3 separate regions of the Mus musculus genome follow, and all the other regions are linked to region 2. The links are chromatin contacts, called in public ChIA-PET and promoter capture Hi-C maps. All regions are on one chromosome and are shown on one strand. Each heading gives the region's core, a stretch centred on a gene start, on an enhancer-like site or on the middle of the called end of the contact. The rest is flanking DNA. Distances are from core to core; before and after follow the strand shown. Region 1 holds the start of Il12a (interleukin 12a). Region 2 holds the start of Ppm1l (protein phosphatase 1 (formerly 2C)-like). Region 3 holds the start of Sptssb (serine palmitoyltransferase, small subunit B).

Region 1 (4,221 bases), core at 1,102-3,601, 630 kb before region 2:
CAGCCATAAACATAGCTGGGATTACAGGCTGTACTCATCACTGGCTCAGCATCTACCAAATTATGTTAAAATGATGGTCTTGTCTTTTCGTTTCCAGCACTAAAATCTCTCATTCGTTTTTCTTTCCTATAGCATTGACCTCTATCTCTAATACAGTACTAAATACTGTTAGGGCTAATAGGCAAACAAACAAACAAAATACAAAACAAAAAATCAGAAATAAACAAACAAACTTAAAGAAAAGTAACATTACAGAGGAAAGTAAAACCATCAGGAAATGTTTGGCAAACGTATACAGAGAGCAAGTACGCGTGAGTCCTCCCGCTCACCCATGGAGTGCTCACCCAGGAACGAAACATCTGTATCCCAGCCTCCACTGCAAGGTTTATAGACCATGAGGAAGAGGGCATGGAAACGGTGTAAAGGGCAGAGGTCAGGGAGGACTGCGGAGAAATACTGTTTCTCTGGAATACAGCAACAGTGCACTTGCCAACCCAAGGCAGCTGTCCTAGGAGTCAGGTTTTCAGGTTCACCCAGGCAAGATTCCAACATGGAGCATGACATTTCAGGACTTCTTCAGGAGGGACATTCAGGCTTTTTTTGGGGGGTGGGGGGTGGGGGGTGGGGGGAGTTGTGGCCCCTGGTTAGTTGACTCTGCTCCTGATTTATGAGTGTTTAAACAGGACAAATTAAACTCATGACAGAAGTGAGGGAAGGATCGTTGGAGAAGGCCTGAGGGACAAATATGATCAAAATACATTGTAGCTTGTGTGAATTCTACAAGAATTTTTTTAAAGTTGTATTTTAAATGCATGGGTTAGGGACTGTGTCTGGTGGCCAAGAATGTACACTGAACAGAGGCTCTGGACTCACCTGGATGGCAGGAACTACCTTTTTGTAAGAGTTTGCCCTCTAGGAAAGGAACAGCTCCCTTAAATGAGCTTCATTGTAACCTCCTGGGCAAGCACAGCTCTACATAAACTATTACGACATCAGTAATTCTAATCATCCATTGTCCCTTGTCCCCAGTTCACAGCCACAGGGACCTCACTGATCAGAGCTGCTATGGTGTCCTTCTTATTGGCTTGGCTTCGCCCTTTTCAACAGAGGTCCACCCTGCTGAGTAAGTGCTCACTGATCTCTTCTGTCCAGGCTTTAGTGGACTTCAGAAGGAAGAGGCACCGGCTCTTCTCTCCCGTGCTCCCAAAGGCTTGTGGTTATGGAGATGGTTGCCTCAATAGGAGGTGGGCTCTGACAGCTGGATGGGTCTGGGGGAAGCCAGACACATGGCAGGCTCCAAGTCAATGACCAAGCAGGGCCTCCTCTCTCTGCACACCCAGTGAGGCTGTCTTGGGGTAGAAAGGAGTTAAGTTCCAAGGAATCTCCTACCCCAAACCTCCAAATTACAGCTTGTCATTGCAAGCTTCGAACTCTCACACTTTCTTTGCAGGAGCTGGGACTACGCTCAATCAGCCTGGGGAGTTATCAGGTGTTAGCCTGTTACCCCACTGGGAATCCCTTCAGCCACCTTTGTTCTCCATCTTGAATGGAGCCATGGGTTGGCCATATCCTGCCACCTACTCCCTTGGATCTGAGCTGGACCCTTGCATCTGGCGTCTACACTGCTGCTGAAATCTTCTCACCGTGCACATCCAAGGATATCTCTATGGTAAAAGTCCAGAAAGGCTAAAGATGTTGTCCACAATCTCTCGGCAATGACCAGATATATCCCCACCAGTATCACAACTTGCAACGCGCTCCGTTCCCATCTGCCCTCTGCCTCCCTACTGTGTTGATTCCCATTTCCAAAACTAGCTCAGAATGCATCCCACTGGCAGCCAGGCAATGCCTTCTTGCAGATCTGGAGGCTTCAGGAGCCTTTGCTGCCTCTTAGGCTCCTGCAGAGAGATGGCCTTGCTCTCTCTGGGCCCTTTTCCCCCAAGATGCTGTGCAGTCGTCTCACTAAATCAAAACTGCCAGAACTGAGTTTTAAGCGATATATAGCCACCACATCTATTTTGTTCCTTTATACTTTCAAAGTAGGACAGATTCGCAAAATACATTGAGTCAGACTCAGTGTCCACGATGGAGAGACGAGTGGGTAGCTTGTGCTTCTTTAGAAGGGGCACTGGGCAGCGTGTTAGGGCTAGGGGGTAGTGGGGCAGGACAGACCTGTCCCGGGACAAGAGTGGCTACTCGCAGGCCGGTTTTGCTTTCGCTCTGAGTGTGGTGGGCGGTGGGACGGTCCCGAATCTCCTCAAACGGGCACTCCGAGAGTTAATTCGAAAGCGCCACCAGCCTTGGGGGCGATCGACGCACTTGTCCTTGAGATGTAGAGACAGAGAGAGAAAGCAAGAGACACAGTCCTGGGAAAGTCCTGCCGGCTATCCAGACAATTATAAAAATGTGTCTCCCAAGGTCAGCGTTCCAACAGCCTCACCCTCGGCATCCAGCAGCTCCTCTCAGTGCCGGTCCAGCATGTGTCAATCACGCTGTAAGTACCTGAGGGCCGGGACCAGGGTGACTTGATGAGAGGAGAAGGCTTGAGAAAGAACAGACAGAAGCCCTGGACCCATTAAGGGAGACTAAAGGGCTGCCAGCAACTGCAGGCCAAGGGAAGGAAGAGGGGAAAGATGGTCGTGCTAGATTGCGCTGCACCGAGCATGGTCTCATTATAGAACAACCCTGGGGGCTACGGCTATGCCCGTTTCACAGAAGAGAACTAAAGCCCAGCCTTGAAACCAATGTAAGGAAAATGCAGGTCTCAGGCAGTCCCCAAACAAGATCTGGGAGGTCTTGCTTCATCTGTCAGCCCCGGGGAAGGGCTTAAATTATGTGTGGAGGGAGGTCAGTACCCAGAATGGATGGAAAAAATTGCCAGAATGGCTGAAGAAAGAGGCAGGTCAAAACCAAGTTGACAAGCTCCACCTGCCCTTTGTTTCCCTTCCAGACCTCCTCTTTTTGGCCACCCTTGCCCTCCTAAACCACCTCAGTTTGGCCAGGGTCATTCCAGTCTCTGGACCTGCCAGGTGTCTTAGCCAGTCCCGAAACCTGCTGAAGACCACAGATGACATGGTGAAGACGGTGAGTTTCTCCTGTCCTTCTGGCTTCAAAGTTCCGCTGTTGACATGACTTCTAACCTATCTGGTATCTGCTGGGAAGTTTATGGTATCTGGCAGGAACCGTAGAGGGTTTCAAGACTTCTAAATATAATCTAAAGGAAACTGTGTCTCTAGAGAAAGGAAGAATGGTAATAAATTGTAACGGCATCGGTTTAGGCTGTGTCTACACAGAGGAAAGTGGGGACTTGCAATGTCCCTCCCAGCCTGCCTGCCTGTGTGACACAGTGTCAGGTGCTCCCTGCTTCTGCTTCAGGGCAGGTGGAACAGGGAGACAGTCTCTAGGTACACTCTCTGTGCTTCACAAGCCATAGAGATGAATTAGATTGTCTCTCCCCCTGCTCACCAGTGTCCAGCACTGTGATGCAGTCCCTTGTCGGATGGACACATGTCAGGGAGGACTCAGACATCAGATAGCAAGCAGGTCCAGCCTCCAGTTTTCTGGGGCAAGTGTGATCCAGTTTTAGTCACGGCTCCACTCATTTTTCTCAGGTTTCATGTTTGAATGCAAAATAGCCTTTTCCGTTGTAAAATTGCCACGGTTTCCTCTCGCTTTGGGGACAAAGCTACAGCAAAATGCTAATGTGTTTGAGATATCCTGCAGCTGCTAGGGCTGGAGATCCAGTAGAATTCTGGCTTAATTATGAATGGGTCTCCCGGGTTCTATCCCCCAACAGAGCGTGCGTTCATAAGCACCTGGGAACAGAGGAGGGAAGGAGGGAAACTCTGTCTTCCTGTTTTGTTTTTAAATCTTTCTTGAGGATCTTCTAGCTTGTTGTCTTATGGCTATCCCAACATAAGCTCCGCTCCACAAGCCCTTCTTGGTGAATTTTCTTTCTTTCCTTCCCGTCTTGCATAACGTGCTGCTGGCTGTTCCTCCAAGCTCAGTCTTAATTGAGTGGGGTTCCCAGGAGGGAGAGATGGCTCTGTGGTTAAGAGAGCTGGCTGCTCTTCCAGAGGTCCAGAGTTTCCACACCCTCATGGTGGCTCACAATCATGGTAACTCTGATCATAGGGAACCTGTCGTTTTCTCTGTGCCTCTGTGGGCACTGAGCACATGCCACACAGACATCCATGCAGGCAGAACACTCTTGGCCATGAA
Region 2 (4,301 bases), core at 1,350-3,849:
ATTTTACACCACTTCTTTGTTTCTTGTGAAATTTAGAAAAAAAAATTCACTTAAGCAACAGGGTTTTTAGGTGGAGAACAATTTATTTGTATTTGTGTCAGGTACTGATAGCAGTTTGTCCCAAATCTGTGTCATAAGAATCCATGTGATTTTTGTGGCTGTTGATATTACTGTTAAAAAATGACTAAATGTCATTAGAAAAATATAAAACTATACCAACCATCTCCATGTCACTGGGAGTCAGTAGATGTTAGAGTACTGCGTGATCAGAATTGGGTTCAATTTCTTCTTGGCTATATTGTGATATTCATTGTTTTTGGGCTTTAGCCTTCTCCTATCATAAACACAGATAATAAACATGGCTCTGTCTTCATTAGAAGATTGTTGTATGGGTGGAAACAAATACAGATATCTGTAAACAACTGTGCAGCCAGGTGTGGTAGAACACATCTGCAAAGGCAGAAGATTCTATGGGTTCAGAGAGAGCCCAGTCTACATGTTGAGTTCTAAGACAACTAAGGTTACACAGGAAGATCTTGTCTCCCAAAACCAACAAGACAAAGCAGTTGTAAATCAGAATAAGCAAAAGTGAATTTGGCATTAGCAGAAAGGGCTTTATTATTTTTCCAGCACATTAAACTTACAGTCAATTATAACGAAATGCTTACTTAGGCATTACACATTGTAAGTTACATGGAATTTCTCAACAGAAATAGGGAAATGCCTAGAGGGTCTTCAAAAAATATTTTTGATTTTTACACAGATGAATCACTTGGATGTAAATGTCACAGCATAACATCACAGAATTGAAAGATGTCTAAGTTTACTTCTTAATTCATTGAATCAAGCCATTATAGTAATCATGCTTGCTTAGTTTTGGGGAAACGAATCGCATACCTAGGTGTAGCTTCACTAATCCTAGCATTTGGAGTCCAGGCAGAGGACCTTTGGGCTGGGACTTTTACTACTAGTGACTTCAAGAGAGGTCAGACTTCTGGAATCCTTATCAGTTTATCTACAAACTGTTTGTTGGAGGAGACAAAATTGTATGGACAAAAGTACTAATATACCTCAAATCTGCTAAGTTATTACAGTAAGAAATAATTACAATTGTCCTAACAATACCTAGACATTCTCTCTAGCTACAGTTCTTAGAGGAGTTTTCTTTTATTATCTGATTTTGGAACCTCTTGAATGTTGAATGAAATGACCCATTTTCATATTTTCTCGATCAGGTGGACAATATCGAAAACTATGGCCATAATCATAATTAAAGACATATCCTAGTTTTCAAAAATATACTCTTAACAGTTGCTTATATTCCTTTCCCATCATTCCTACTTATGTTTATATTGTTGGGGTCATATTATTTAAATACTTAAGCATGTTTCTTCTGTTGTTGTTGTTAGGGAAGTCCAGGTTTTTGTAGAAACTTTAGCAGTTACGGAGAATAGACAAAAATCTGGACAAAATGTAAATTGTTTAAAGTTACTTTAGTTGCCAACTGTGAACATTTTGTTATATTTTATTGCAGTAATTATATTTTATATCTTAAGACGGAACTGGGATCAAAAGAAGGCAGAAGTGTTTGGGGGAACACTGGCTGGGAGACTATCAGGATGCCTGACCGTCAGTCCGGTGGGTCAGCACCGTCCTTCGTGGACAGAGGTAGAGAGAAAGAGAAGTTCCTTTTAAAGATTACTTGCTTCATATTCTAGGCGACCAGTCCTTGCCCCAACTTCAAGTTATCCTGCTGAGGTCCACCTTTGCCTACTCAAACTCCTGCCCTCATCTTCGGCAAGGACTGAAGGTGGTTGTCACTTTCAAGGCTCCAGAGGATTTCTAACTTGAACCATAGGCAGAGTAGCTCGCTGAGGGACACTCCAAGCATGTTCCTTATGGATGAGTGGCCACCAGCACAGTCCCAGTCTTCAGAGGCCGGCCCTTCCTGGTCCTCCGGCGTTTGCCATTACACGTCAAGCCTCCGGTTCTGAGATCCCCGGTTCTGCCTTCAGAGAGACATAGCTCTTGCGGTCCGAGTCCAAGTCCTGCCTCTTGGGAGATCCCGGCGGGTCTCTGTGGCAGCTGCCTCGGGTGGCCAAAGTAATCACTCACTTTCGATTTTTGAGACAGGAGAAATGTGTCCCATCTCGCTAGCCCTACGAAAAGTCTGGCGTGGACCGTACCATTGTGTAGCGTGCCGGAGGGGGGGAGGGCTCAGGTACAGCTCCCGGCTCCCCAGCGAGCAGCCGTGCCGCCCAAGAAACCGACGTTCAGTGACCTCACGTCACTATCACATTGTCCCTGGGAGCCGGCCTCCAAGGCAGAATCGACAATCGGCTAGAGCTGGGCGGCTGGATTTGCCGCTCACCCCCCGCGGCTCTCCCCCGACCCGCCTGCTGCCCACGTGCGTCCGCCCCGGCGAGCTCCTTCGGGCCCCCAGCCGGGTGACAGTGTTACGCATCTGGAAGCGCCACTCCCGGGGCGGGGCGGGGCGGGGCGAGCGTGTGCGGGGAGGGGAGGGGCGAGCGCGAGCGGAGCCGGGAGCAGCCGAGCGGAGTCGAGCCGAGCCGAGCCGAGCCGAGCTGAGAGGTGCTGGGGAGAGGCAGGCAGAGCCTGCCGGCGGCTCCGCACCCATCGTGCTGCGTTTCCCAGCTCGGTGTCCCCCTGCCTTTGCCCAGGCACCGGCAAAACTTTTATTGTTTCGGGGACCCCCCCTGGATGTGTGACGAAATCGCAACGCTCCGCTGTCTCGTCCCCCAAGCTCGCCTGCAGCGGCGATCGAGGGAACGTGCAACCCTCGCCGCCGGGCTCTTGCGCCCTGCGCTTCCTCACCTGCCGATCGCTCCCGGGAACCGCGAGGGGGGACCCCTAAAGGGACCGCGCGGGCATCGGCACCCCGAAATCCTCTTCACCGTTGCGGACCGGCTCGGCGCAACTTTAACTTGATTCCTGTCGCCCACCCGGGGCACCCGCGGCGGCCGCCGCCGCCGCCGTCGCTGCGGTCTCACAAAGAGCGCGGGGAGGGAAGGCGGCGCAGGCGGCAGGCACGGGCCTTCGGGCTGCCCAGACAAAAGGGAAACTGCCATCGTTCTGGACGACTGTTCCGAGCGGCCGTGGGTTCGTTCACCCTGTCGGCCCGGGCTGCCTCTCCGCCTTGGTCCCCGCGGGCAGTGCCCGCAGTACTCGGACCCCGCGAGTTGCGGGGCACGCGTCGCTGCTGCTGGTCCGGGCTCTAGGGATAATAAATGATAGAGGATACAATGACTTTGCTGTCTCTGCTGGGTCGCATCATGCGCTACTTCTTACTGAGACCCGAGACGCTTTTCCTGCTGTGCATCAGCTTGGCTCTCTGGAGTTACTTCTTCCACACGGACGAAGTGAAGACCATCGTTAAGTCTAGCCGGGACGCGGTGAAGATGGTGAAGGGCAAGGTGGCCGAGATTATGCAGAACGATCGTCTTGGAGGACTTGATGTGCTGGAGGCCGAGTTTTCCAAGACCTGGGAATTCAAGAGCCATAATGTGGCGGTGTACTCCATCCAGGGCCGGAGAGACCACATGGAAGATCGCTTCGAAGTTCTCACCGATCTAGCCAACAAGACGCACCCGTCCATCTTCGGAATCTTTGATGGGCACGGCGGCGAGGTAGGAGTTCTCTGGGTCTATGTGTGTGTAAATAACCGGGCGTCTCGTGCTTGGCGGGGTCGGATCGGGGTGAGAGGGGCGTGGTAATGACCTGGTGATGACAAGGTGAGTCAAGTTCCCAAGACCCTGCCAAGGAGATCTTGGGTATGAGAGCGTTCACTTTAGCTGAGAGACACGAGAGACACTGGATATTCCGTGCCATTTTAATATAAAGTTCCCAAGGTCAGAAGCCAGTTAATAACTGCTAGTTTTCTGGGAAGAATGAATAGTATATGCAGTGAACTTTGTCACCAGGCCTCAGTGTCCCGGTTCTAGAGTTTGAGGCAGTTAAGGAACGTCGTGTCTTTCGTGTACCCCTAAAAGAAGAAGCCTGCACCAGTTGGATAGACTGGGTGAAGGTGAAGGAAGCTCCGACTTCTATTCGCTTCGCGCTAGGGAAGGACTCCCAGCTGCAACGCTTCGCTTCTTCCCAACTCTGCCAACTTTGCTAGAGCCATAGGACGTGGGACAGGGTGCCTCGCTGGTGGTGGGTTTTGGCTGCCTGGCCTTTGCAGAGGTGGCAGTGCGCTCAGAGCCGGCGTTAGGCACACCTGACCTCTATGCAGTGGCCAGCTTGGGGATGCTGATGTCCTCTTCTTTCTATAAGCCTTTGCT
Region 3 (4,091 bases), core at 332-2,831, 540 kb after region 2:
CAGATATTTAAATTATGATTCATAACAGTAGCAAAGTTACAGTTATGAAGTAGCAGCAAAAATAACGATGGTTATTTGAATAGGAGGGACTGTACTAAAGGGCTGCAGCATTAAGAAGGTTGAAAAGTACTGGTCTAAGTGATCCGTGTACAAAGTCATCACAGCGATTAAAATTCATGTAAATAGTGGTTACGGTAAGAGGCACAGGAGCAAACCAAATGTGGAAAGCAAGCGATGAAGCTCTCCCCCCAGTTTTCTGCACACATCATTTTAAAGGTTTTCTGGCAAAAATGGCTGTGTATTTCTTAGTATCATTTGATTAAAAATAACAATTGCTGTCATAAAGTCTTTTACAAAAAAACCCTGTTTTAGTCAGGGTTTCTATTCCTGGACAAAACATCATGACCAAGAAGCAAGTTGGGGAGGAAAGGGTTTATTCAACTTACACTTCCACATTGCTGTTCATCACTAAAGGAATTCGAGACTGGAACTCAAGCAGGTCAGGAAGTAGGAGCTGATGTAGAGGACATACATGGAGGGGTGTTTCTTACTGGCTTGCTTCCCCTGGCTTGCTCTGCCTTCTCTCTTATAGAACCAAGACTACCAGCCCAGAGATGGTCCCACCCACAAGGGGCCTTTCCCCCTTGATCACTAATTGAGAAAATGCCTTACAGTTGGATCTCATAGAGGCATTTCCTCTACTGAAGCTCCTTTCTCTGTGATAACTCCAGCTGTGTCAAGTTGACACAAAACTAGCCAGTACAAACACCAAACATCCCAATTCCCCTGATTCATTTATTTGGATTTTGGGGGTCTAAAGTTTAGATTTAACAAATCTTCTAATTCTGTATTGGCACATGGGCTGAGCTGATTCGAAGACTGGCAACCAGTTGAATGCCCTTCCAATTGAAACAAGTCAGGACTAACACTTGTAACCCCTGCTCCCCACAGACACTATGACATGCATTCCTCCAGGGACACATAGTCCTCTGCAGGCTGAGGATTTTGACTGCCGTGACAATCTCATAAGCATCCCTGAGAAAACACACTGTGCTTAATAATCAGGAGAAAAATACTAAGACACATTCTTTGCTGGCTATGGCTTACCTGCTGGCAGCTGACTCCTGTGTGCCACTGCCTAAAGTAACCCAAAGAGAGAGAACTAAATGAATATTACCACCTAAAGAAGGAAGCCACACGCATCTCAAGATATTTCCTTGAATATTAACAAACCGTACAAATGAATGAATGAATAATGAAAATAATGTAAAACATTTTTTTTCTTCTGCCTGAAAAAGTTCCAATAATAAAGTTTGGCTTCTGTTGAGAAAAGCATCTTAGTTTCCAACATAGTAAATGCCAAGAGGAACCGTTCAATTCTTAGAGTTGTAATATAGTTAAATAAGAAGCAGATAAATTGCATTAAAGCTCAGTTCTAGTTTCCCCCCATGCAGACAGAAACTCTGTGCTATGAAAGCTCCTTTTAGATTGGACGTAGGTAGTTTGAAAGATGCTTACCTCCTGCCTTAGAATGAGCTTAGATGCTCTGGCTTCTCCCCAGCTTCTGTTAGCTTGTCACTGTGTTGGGCGCAGCTGAGGCTCCCAGAGTTAGGTGTTCGGCCCCGCCCTCTGCACTACTGCTAAAACTCCAGTTCTGCCAAACTGATTCCGGTGATTAATAATTGACAAAAGGAAAACACTCTTACGCAAACTTATGTCCAACCGCAGGGCTTGCAGCGACTCCTTCCAGAAGAGAATGCGGGCTGCACCACTCCCCTCCCCCTTCACTCTAAGGTCCCAACTTCCTATGCGCTGATACTCAGTTCTGGGAGATTGGGTTGTTCTCGGAGGAATGCAGCCTAGTGACTTCTACATTTTAAAAATTCGGTTTGTTTGTTTTGTTTTTTCTGTAGCCTGTTCGCACTTCTTCAGAGATTAGCCTCTCAAGAGAGGGCGCCTTCTGCCTTACTGGGGGGAGCAGGGGTTCTGAGAGCTACGGAGGAGATCGAGGTGGCGCTGTCACCTCACCTCCGATTGCTGCAGTAAAACCGGGAGCCTAGGCAGAGATAGGAGGGGGGATGGGTGTTGCCCTCCCCCTCGCTTCAGCGGGGAGTTTCGACTCTACCAGAGGGGCACGTATTTTGGTGGTGGTGCAAATGATGATAGGGTGGGGATGGGGAAGAAAAGGAGGGAGGAGGGGAGGGGGAGATGGAGGAGGCAGCGGAGGCGACAGTAGATAAACCAGAGGTGCAAAGGTGAATACTGTAGGGCTTTAACCAATTCTCAGAGGATGCCTGTCAGCATACATCCGTCGCAGACTTGGATGAGGGGCGAAGAGGCCCGGGTCTACGCGGAGCAAGGCTGCAGTCTGAAACTCGGCTCCCGGCTGCAAAGTGAGCCCCGGGGTTGAGCCCAAGCAGCTGGTCAGCTCACCGGTTGTCAAAAGGCAAAGGAAGAAAACAAGCCACTTTGGCACTGACATCTAATTCTGACGCCTTGGAACCTGTAAAACAATCCCTCTCCCTCCCTGTACAGTCACCTTCCTCCAGGTAGCAGGGAGGTTAAGGTTGAAAACTACCCCCACCCTTCCCTGGTGGAAAGAGTAGGAGAACCGTGCCTAGAGAACTTGTGTGGGTTCACTCACAAGTGCAGGGAATTCTTTTGCAGACGAATGGCTGGAGGGCAAATTGGGAAAGGGGGCCGGCAGTCGGCGGGGTGCCGCAGAGACGCACAGAGCCGCTCTGGGGCTAGCGTGCCTTGCGCGCAGCATCTTCGCTGGAAACCCGCAGCCAGACCTTGATCGATCTCTTTCGTCTTCATCCTGGGCAATGCTTGCATTTGACTCTGTGGTTGGGCGCTAAGGGCGCACAGGGTCTGGAGGCTCCTCATCCTGCATATTCAACCGAGATTTTTTTTTTTTTCTGTCCAAGATCTAGGGGCGTCCGGGGACGGAAGCCTCTCGATTAATGAACATTTGGGCAGCATCTGCCATTCAGCTTCCACTCCAGGAGGGGGAGGCATCGTAGGCTCCACTGGGCCGATTGTGCTGAAGCGCGAATTTGAGCTACTGGCAGCTTTCTGCTCTTTCTCACAACACACTTTCAGCAGGATGGGAGCGCCAGCATTACGCAGAGGGAGCCTTATGCTATTGGACCGTGGTGTCTCCATGCAGGAAGCAGGGTGTCCCCCAAAGCTGAAGGTGGTTGGGGGGCTGGGAATGAGCCAGTGGAACACATGCCCATGCTTGGTGCTTTTTACAGCTCTCTTTCCTTTCAGCTCTTGTATTTAGTGCTTTTATTTCTTAACCACTTTATGTCGGTCACATTTCTTATCTCTTGGCTTCTCCTGACACACGTTGCAGTGTTTGCCAGGCAGACCTGATCACTTACAGCTTTAGAGGGGGAAATAGAAGCCCTGCGAAATGACTGAGGGATGACCAATGTTTTTCGTACTAGTTTCTGAATCTCCCACTAGACTGACACCATCTCCCACGTCACTGTGAATCGGTGGAAAAGGAGCCGTAGTTCTTCCAGTCATGAGCTTGTGAAATGGGAACCTTTTGCAACTACTTTACATAGAGGTTGGAGGAAACTCACACTGCTGCCAGGAGTGTCCAGACCACTAAACGTGGAAAAAAAAAAAAAAAAGCCCAGGGGCACACCTTTATGTTTATCTGAACACCTCCCAAGCAGAGAAAATATTGTCTATGTGTGTTATACGAACACAGCACTGAGTCACAGGATAAAGGTCATCACAGCTTCAAAGCAGAAATCATCTCTAGTTTGCACCTCTCTTGGTATCCCAGTTTGCAGGAGGTCTTCCTGGAGATCTGCTGCAGCCAGATCCTGGCAGATCAGACAGAAGCCTGGCATGGCTGTCCTCTGAGAGGCCCAACCAGCAGCTGACTCAGACAGATGCAGATACTTCACAGCCAACCACTGGACTGAAGTCGAGGACCCCTATCATTGAAGGTTGGAAGAAGCACAGAAGAGGAGGGCGACCCCATAGGAAGAGCAGCAGTCTCAACTAACCCGGACCTCTGGGAGCTCCCAGAGACCGAGCCACCAACCAGGCAGCATGCAGGGGCTCAT

Evidence for each region. Promoter capture Hi-C pulls out the DNA fragments that hold promoters and counts their contacts. ChIA-PET counts read pairs in DNA pulled down with a chosen protein or histone mark.
Region 1: a contact with region 2 is called in an RNA polymerase II ChIA-PET map of memory CD8 T cells, with 7 read pairs. The contact joins the promoter of Il12a here to the promoter of Ppm1l in region 2. A contact is called at or near these places in 1 of 39 promoter capture datasets (pre-B cells), 1 of 115 datasets of contacts at active chromatin or transcription factors (memory CD8 T cells) and 1 of 9 other capture datasets (liver).
Region 3: a promoter capture Hi-C map of embryonic stem cells shows a contact between it and region 2, with 3 times the contacts expected there. The contact joins the promoter of Sptssb here to the promoter of Ppm1l in region 2. A contact is called at or near these places in 4 of 39 promoter capture datasets (cranial neural crest, embryonic stem cells and stem cell-derived epiblast-like cells), 1 of 484 Hi-C or Micro-C datasets (embryonic stem cells), 4 of 115 datasets of contacts at active chromatin or transcription factors (embryonic stem cells and pancreatic cancer cells) and 1 of 9 other capture datasets (embryonic stem cells).

Annotation. Positions count from the first base shown.
Region 1 is chr3:68,689,073-68,693,293 of GRCm38.p6, forward strand. Il12a (interleukin 12a) reads left to right here and starts at 2,352. Exons shown (of 7, transcript NM_008351.3): 1 at 2,352-2,494; 2 at 2,951-3,084. The coding sequence starts at 2,479.
Region 2 is chr3:69,314,319-69,318,619 of GRCm38.p6, forward strand. It overlaps Ppm1l (protein phosphatase 1 (formerly 2C)-like), which reads left to right and starts at 2,600. Exons shown (of 4, transcript NM_178726.3): 1 at 2,600-3,647. The coding sequence starts at 3,249.
Region 3 is chr3:69,858,313-69,862,403 of GRCm38.p6, forward strand. It overlaps Sptssb (serine palmitoyltransferase, small subunit B), which reads right to left and starts at 1,582. Exons shown (of 3, transcript NM_133675.3): 1 at 1,519-1,582.